2 separate regions of the Ovis aries genome follow, and region 2 is linked to region 1. A link is a contact called in public Hi-C data. All regions are on one chromosome and are shown on one strand. Each heading gives the region's core, a stretch centred on a gene start, on an enhancer-like site or on the middle of the called end of the contact. The rest is flanking DNA. Distances are from core to core; before and after follow the strand shown. Region 1 has its middle 300 kb from the start of TRNAS-GGA. Region 2 has its middle 220 kb from the start of TRNAS-GGA.

Region 1 (3,687 bases), core at 447-2,946:
GGGCGGCCGGGCCGGGGCCGCGCCGCCCGCCGGGGCCGCTCCACTTTTATAGGCGCGGGCGGCGAGCGCGGCCCGGCCGCCGAGTCCCCGCCTCTCGGGCCCGCGCGCCCGGCCCGCTCCGGGCCGCTGCCCTGCTCCGGCCCCGGCGCCCGCGCCGCGCCTGCCAGCCGGTGACCTGGTTTCCCCTCCGGCCCGCCCGGCGGCGGCGGCGGCGGCCCGCAGCAGGCCGGCCCGGCTCCTCCCGGGGCGCCGCGAGGAAATGGCCTCCCGGCCGCGCGCCCGGGGAGCCCGCCGGCCCCCGACGCCCCCGCCCTCGACGCGCCCGCCGCGCCCGGCCCGCGCCCCCCGGCCCCGCGCGCCCGGCGCGCCCCGCGCGGCTCCCCGCCCGCGCACCTGCCGCCCCAGGTGCGGGCGCCCCGGGCCCCGTCCCGGCCGTGCCCTCCGCCCCGGAGTCCTCCCCCCGGCGGCGATGTCGCGGCCGTTTTGGTGGCCGCGCGTCCACCCACCCGGCTGCGTGCGCAGGGAGGTTCGGGCTCGGGCGTCATTCCTGTAGTCGGCAGAGAGGAAGGGACGGGGGCCGGGGACACGGGCCGGGAGGGGTGACTTCCAGAAGCCCCGGCTGCGCCGGGCCCCGGCCGCCGCGCTCCTCCCTCCCTCCTCCAAACCACTTGTGGCGCGTGTCGGGGCCGACGCGGCGCTCTGGCTCCTCCTGGGGCCTCGCTCCCGCCGGGCGTCTGGCGGTCCCCCCCATCGCCAACCCCAGGGCTGGAAGTTTGGGAAAATACCTGGCTTGCCCTTGAGGGAGGCACCCCTCCGCAGCACCCCGCACATCCTGGGAGCCCGGCGCGGGGTGCAGACCCCGCACGGGTTCCAGAAAGACCGCCTGGCTCGTTTGTCTTTGCCCGGGACACGTCCAAATAAAACCCGGAAGACAAAAATAATTTATACTCTTGAAAAGTCCTGCCCGAGTCAGATATGCACTTACAAAATCCACCCCCCACCCTAGTCCTGAAGGCCGAGGGTCCAGGCTGGCAGAAGAGGAGGCAGGCTTCTGCGGAGCTGGGCTAGAAATGTGCTTGTGAAAATTCTCAGTACCCAGAAAACGAAAATGCCATCGGTCAGAAGCTCGGGTTGCCAGAAAGCTATTTGAACGACAGGGTATAATGATTTTCTTACAGATAATATTAAAATAATTCCGACTTCATTATTCAGTGTACACATGTATTAACATAACCAACTGTTTTGACAGAGCTTTGACTTTTTTTTAAGCCTCAACTGTCTGAACGATGATTTATTGGAGAGTTTTCTAGATCTCCAGCCAGTGACGTGTGTGTTTTAGTCCCAATTCTTGTGAGCGTTCTGGGGAAAGGGACGAGAAGCCTCTTGACACAACTGTCAAGAATTCAGAAACTGCCCTGCTCCTGGCGCAGCGTTGCAGACCCCAGGATTCCCTGGCGAGACGGAGGGACCTCTCCCTTCAGACTCCACGGACCCGCTTTGCCCCTGGGTCCTTGGCAAGAAATCTGGGCTTTTTTTTTTTTCTTCATGCCGAACAAGGCGGCACCCTAGGACTTTCAGGGATTGTTCTCCTTTTGCAGGGAAGTTCCTGGGCTTTGCTCCAAAGCAGCCCAGGATGTTTTGGTTGGTTTGGAGGAAAGCTGTGGCGTCTGCACCATTTGAACCAAACAGGCGGCCCTCTGGTGGCTAACCGTGGGCGAGAAGCTGGCCACTGAGGGAAAAGCGTGCCCTGAGAGGCCAGCACGGTTGACAGCTGGCCTTCTCGGGGCCCTGGAGCCCCTGGAACTGCTTTGAATGGGCAGGAGGTGGGTGCTAGGTTCTAATCCGCTGGGACATTTTTTTTTTTAAATTTTATTGAAGTATAGTTGATGTAAAATATTTTATTTAATTTTTGCTGTACAGCAAAGTGATTCAGTTTAACACATATAAACACTTTTTATACTCTTTGCTATTATGGTTTATCATAAGATATTGAATATAGTTCTCTACACAGGATCTTATGTTTATCTATCCTATAGTTTGCATCCTCTTCAGCTGGGAGCTCACTTCCTTCTTAAGTAGGAAACGTCATACAGAGAACGGAATAGAATAAAAGCTGTCGCTTCCCTTTGGTCCCTGACTTTGTTTTTCTGATCTCATTTGGCCTGGAAACTTCTGAAATAAAGAGTAAATGAAAGCTAAATAAACAATGTGGTATTATTCAAGCAATTAATGAAGCAATGTTATATAACAATAAGTGAGGGTAATTTTTTTGGCCACACTAGTATGTGGGATCTTAGTTTCCGGAACAATCATCCCCTGTGCCCTGCTTTGGGAGCTCAGAGTCTTCACCACTGGGCCTCCAGGGAAGGCCCCAGGCCAGGGCAATGTTGTGCAGTGTTATTGAGACAGCGTGATTCCATCGGAAGTCAGCCCACTGGGTCTTCCAGGCTGCATCACAGTGAGGAAGGGTTACCAACTGGACGTGGTGTTTGTTTTTCTAATTTTACACAAGGGGGTACATTGGAGGAGAATTTTATACGGACCTGATTGAAGGCAGAAACTCGTATTCAAATTGTAGACCACCGGCTCCTATGTTCCGATCTGAGAGGGCACGCCAACACTGTTCTCGTGACCTAGGCTCACCCTTCACCTTAGCCACCATCATTACCAGGGTCTACAAATTTCAGGCTGGTGACTTGGTTCAAGGAAGCAAATCATTCATATATTCATGTATTCATCAACTGCTGGGGTAAGAAGATAAATAAAACACAGCATCCAACAGGGCTGGGGTTACACTGAAGGCTACGAGGCCGGTGGTGCCAAACAGTGTCTGAGCCGCTCTCCACTGAAAATGTTGATACACTGTTCATCTTGGATAATTGTTCCTTTCATTTTGATGTTTAAAATATGGCATTAAAATATTGTCTCTCCTGTACTGAGTTTTTTATGTTCTTTTAAATTCTGCCCTCAAAATGAAGCAAGAGCCTCATTTATCTCATCCTGGGCTCCCTCTGCTGTGACCTCAGTGTTAGCGGAGTCTAATCAGAGAAGTAAAATTCAATTCAAACTGTATTAGTATTGAAGATAATTAGTATACGGTAAGGAACTTCAGGGCTTTCCAGGTGGCTCTGCGGTAAAGAATCCGCCTGCAGTATGCTACTCCAGTATGCTTGCCCGGGAAACCCCATGGACAGAGAAGTCCATGGGGGTCGGACACAATTTAGTAACTAACAACAACAAAGGAACTTGATGTCAGGTTTAGAAATACGGATGTGTGGGAACGGAAAAATTGGGAGATTTCACCGAACAGGGCTGCACTTAAACCAGTCTGTTAAGGACGGACCAGATTTCACCATGAAGTGCTGGAACCAGAAGTACCACTGTAGGCCCCAGAACCAGTGGTTTTCGCTCGTTCATTCAACAGCTGCTTCTCAAGTTCACTGTGCAACCAAATTACCTAACCCTGGAGCTCTTGATTCTATCTGTTGATTGTCAGTTTCTGGAATTTACTTTGGCTATGAGGGCCCGAGTGATTCTGGTTCATGGCCAGCCAAATAAGAATGTCAAGTCTGCCCCTGCCCCTCAGAGAAAAGACAGACTTAATAGGGAGATAGCATGCTCAAAGTTAATGCTAATAGTCAAGGTGCAATGAGAAATATGTAAGTGTAAATTACTAGGTAGCTGCTG
Region 2 (3,687 bases), core at 661-3,160, 87 kb before region 1:
ACGTATGGACACAAGGGAGGAAGCCGGGGTGGGGTGAGCTGGGAGGCTGGGATTGACGCGCACACCCTGCTGACCCTCTGGGTGACGCTAAGGCGGACCTGCTGCACCCCCAGGGACTCTGCTCAGTGCTCCGTGGTGACCTGAACGGAAGAGAAATCCCAAACAGAGGGGATATACGTGCACACACAGCTGATTCACTTCGCTGTACGTCTGGAATGAACAGAACACTGAAAACCAACTATACGCCAATAAAAATTAATTTTAAAAACAGCAATGTTAGCGAGCTGCCCTTCGAAAGAGAGAGCCGTGCTAGCTCCGGCCTGTCCCCTGTGGGTGAGCCTGAGTGTCCGCCACAGTCCAGTGCCTCGCGCTGCATGCCTTGTAACTCTCCGCAGCACGCGTGCCCCTGGGGACGTCAGCTCTGTCCTCGTCCCGCTTCCCAAATGCAGAAAGTGGGACCCAGAGGGACCGAGTAACTCCCCCACGACCACAGGGCTGGGCGAGTGGCCGGGGCAGGCTCACACTCACGCTGTCTGTGTCGCGCTGGAGGGCCAGTGAGTGTTCTCAAGGCTTGTACTGTTCGGCCCACCCTTCCCTTCCCTTCCCTGTTCTCACCCTTGTCCACTTGTCTGACTGTCTCCCAGGAGCCGGCTGTTCTTAGAGTCGATGCTGCCCTTCGGCCTGTGTTGTGGCTTCTGCACCCTGCTCCCTTCTCACGGTCACACTCACATCCCCCCCAACACACATCTCTGTCCCCCCACCTACCCCTCTACCCTCAGACACATCAAAGATACGCAGATGAAAAAAGAGTCCTCTTTTTCATAAAAAGACCTTATCTAGAGTTGTTACTTGGTTAAGCTACAACTATGAAACTTTTCAAAAAGGCATTCCTTGTCTTTAAGTTTATGTATTTAGATTCCCTCCCTCCACTGAATACTGAAGAATTTACTTAGACTGTGTATCTGTAACTCTCTTCGCAGCACATTTTGCAAAGTGGCTTCTTAGCTGACACGATACTATGCTGAAGGAAACTGCTGCCAGTTTAGAGGCTTCCCAGGTGGCCCAGTGGTTAGGACTCTGTGCTTCCACCGCAGGGGGCCTGGGTTCGATTCCTGGTCAGGGGAACTAAGACCCTGCAAGCCACACGGTAGAACCAAAAAAGGAAATACTGCCAGTTAAAAAAAATTGTCCAACTTTGTATTGCAATGATTCTCTAACTTCAGCACCCACACACACAATATCACAGAGGACCCTTGGGGAAGGCAGATCCCTAGGTCTTATCCTCCAAAGAATTTGACTTAGAAAGTCTTGGCCCAGTAATCTGTACTTTAAGCATGCTCACTAGGCAAGTCTGATACAAATATTTTGTGACCCACACCCTGAGAAATCAAGAGAAACTCCATGTATTTCACTTCCGTAGAGCAATGCCCTAAATTTTCGAGAATCTTCTTAGCCAACTTCTGGGACTACACTTCTCTCATAGATACAACAAAGTTAACACTGACAGAAATGCTTGCTCGGTCATCCGACAAATACTGCTTTAAAGTCTATGTTCGGCTAGGGATGGTCAGTAGCTAACAGATGGGACCTGAGTCCCATCTTCCACACGTCCAGGGCCCACGGCAGACTCCGTTTATCAACACAGCACTCTGTCCGCTGAGTGGGACCCATTTCTGTGAAGCCATTCCCCCAGTCAGTTGCAAGGCAGTTCCTAGGACGTGGCCGTCAGGTCTGGACCACAGGGCATCGGAGCAGAAAGCAGAAGAGTCAAATCACGACTGAGAAGCAGGAGGCGAATTTAGAGCTCCTCCCATCTCTCCTCTGACAAACACACTGCACCGCCTCTCCTAGCCTGAAGGCAGGCTCAGGGTCATCAGGCAACCCCGGCAAGCTCCTGGAAACAGAGCCTGCGGCCCGTGGACTGGGTGAGACAGCCAGCACGCTCGGGGCGCCCCAGTACACCGGGGGAAGGTCCTCCTCCTCTCTCTTGTCCCTCCTCCCACTTGCTTAAGCGCCTCCCTCCTCCCCCAAATGAAAAGCCCATTAGAGCTTCCTGCCCTGGGCATAAAAAAAGAATTCCACCTAGGGTTCTGATCACCACGGAAGCTTTTTGATCACAGTTGTGAGAGCCACCTCCTTCAGTTCATCGTTGAGACTCTGAGAAGTCAAATGACTTACCCAAGCATACTTGCTGAGAGCCAAGAGTAGAATTCAGGTCTCTGGAGTCCTAGTTGACTGCTATTCATAGATTTAAGAATCCTGATGCAATGAGCTTCTAAAAATAACACTGCCTAGTCCCATGCCTAGTCATTCCAGACATTAAATCTTGATCATGTTTACCTATCACAGCTTCTATCTTTGAGAACTTTTCATTAGGGCAGGCTCAACCAGAAATAAGTTGGTAAGTTTTACAGATAATGATTTACATTACTGTACACTTTAATCATAGTTTATTTCTGCAGAAGTGGAAAGTCACCTCATAGTAACAAACCGGTGAGAAGGTTTTTGTTTGTTTTTCATCTCGACAGCATGGAGAGCTGTGACTTCAGACACACCTGGCCTGGAACCCCAGCTCCTCCCAGAGGTGGAATCTTATGCAAATGATTTCATCTCCCTGAGAATCTGATTCCTTATCTATGACAGGAAGAACTTATTTACCTCTGAGAAATGTTCTGGAGGTGAAAGTGATTAGCAGGCTTACCAGTTGACTGGATGCCTGCCCGGCACCCAGTCCGTTCCCATAGGTATTAATGTCTCTCTCCTTTTCCTTCGCTTCATCTGTGTCACCTTGGAGAAATAAGATAGGCTAGTCTCTCTAGCCTTTCTCTTTCCCAAGTATCTCCCAGGTCTGGCTACCTTCATGAGGTTTGGTAGAACATGAAAAGGAGAGTCACGTGTTCAAAACTTATTAGGAATCTTGAGAGAGTGCTGGTAGAGGGGTAGGCGGAGCGTGGGGCCCTTCTGAGCGGGGCGTGAGTGCTGGCCCAGGTCCCAGGCCCGCGCTGTCAGTCTGGGTACCAGACTCTCTCTGTGCTGGGTCTTCTCTCGCCCACTCTCTGGTCTTGGAGAGCTGGTCCTGGGGTCCCCAGTGGGCACGGGGGAGTGCACACGGGCTCAGGAGTTTATGGGAATTAAATTCTGGCTCCAGTACTTTGCTCGTAAGTCACCCATCTCTCTAAGGCTGGTTCCTCTGCTGGGAACAGGTCTAACGATGCGTGGGCTGTGGAGGGCCCAGGTGAGGGATGGACGAGGTGGGAGCTGGGGAGAGCACCCACCCGGCCCAGCCCTGAGGACGCACAGGCCAGCTGTTGTCACAATGCCTTTCTTTCCTTGGAACGTCTCCCAGGTCTTTAGGCTTTGTGACGCCAGTGGAGTCATAGTCACAATTTCCCCCAGAGGTGCCACTCAAAGCCTGGCCCCAGCACCCATGTTAAAGAGTAAAAAGGCTGCAAAATGGGCAGAACCCGCATTCTCACTGATTTTACTGGACCACTCAGACCGAAGTATACCGACAACACAGTGATGCTGATGCTATTCACAGATCAAAGAAAGCAAGCAGCCTGATTGTGGCAATGATACGGGGCATCGCTTTCCCACTATTATTGCATTTGATGCCTCCTTTCCTAACACTGTCTACAGACCACGGGTTACCGTCCCCATTTGATAGATCCCAAGACTCTTTTTTAA

The links. A called contact is a pair of places that touch in the nucleus more often than the background predicts.
Region 2: a contact with region 1 is called in a Hi-C map of muscle, with 3 times the contacts expected there. The contact joins two enhancer-like sites. A contact is called at or near these places in 3 of 16 Hi-C or Micro-C datasets (liver, muscle and tail adipose tissue).

Annotation. Positions count from the first base shown.
Region 1 is chr26:40,787,955-40,791,641 of ARS-UI_Ramb_v3.0, reverse strand. No RefSeq gene overlaps it. Among named protein-coding and RNA genes, the nearest start is that of TRNAS-GGA, 300 kb to the left of the region's middle. Within about 2 kb of position 1,696, at least 24 of the 54 cell types and tissues checked have an H3K27ac peak or open chromatin away from gene starts, as enhancers often do. A contact at or near this core is called in muscle, where this site is marked.
Region 2 is chr26:40,874,819-40,878,505 of ARS-UI_Ramb_v3.0, reverse strand. No RefSeq gene overlaps it. Among named protein-coding and RNA genes, the nearest start is that of TRNAS-GGA, 220 kb to the left of the region's middle. Within about 2 kb of position 1,910, at least 6 of the 54 cell types and tissues checked have an H3K27ac peak or open chromatin away from gene starts, as enhancers often do. A contact at or near this core is called in muscle, where this site is marked.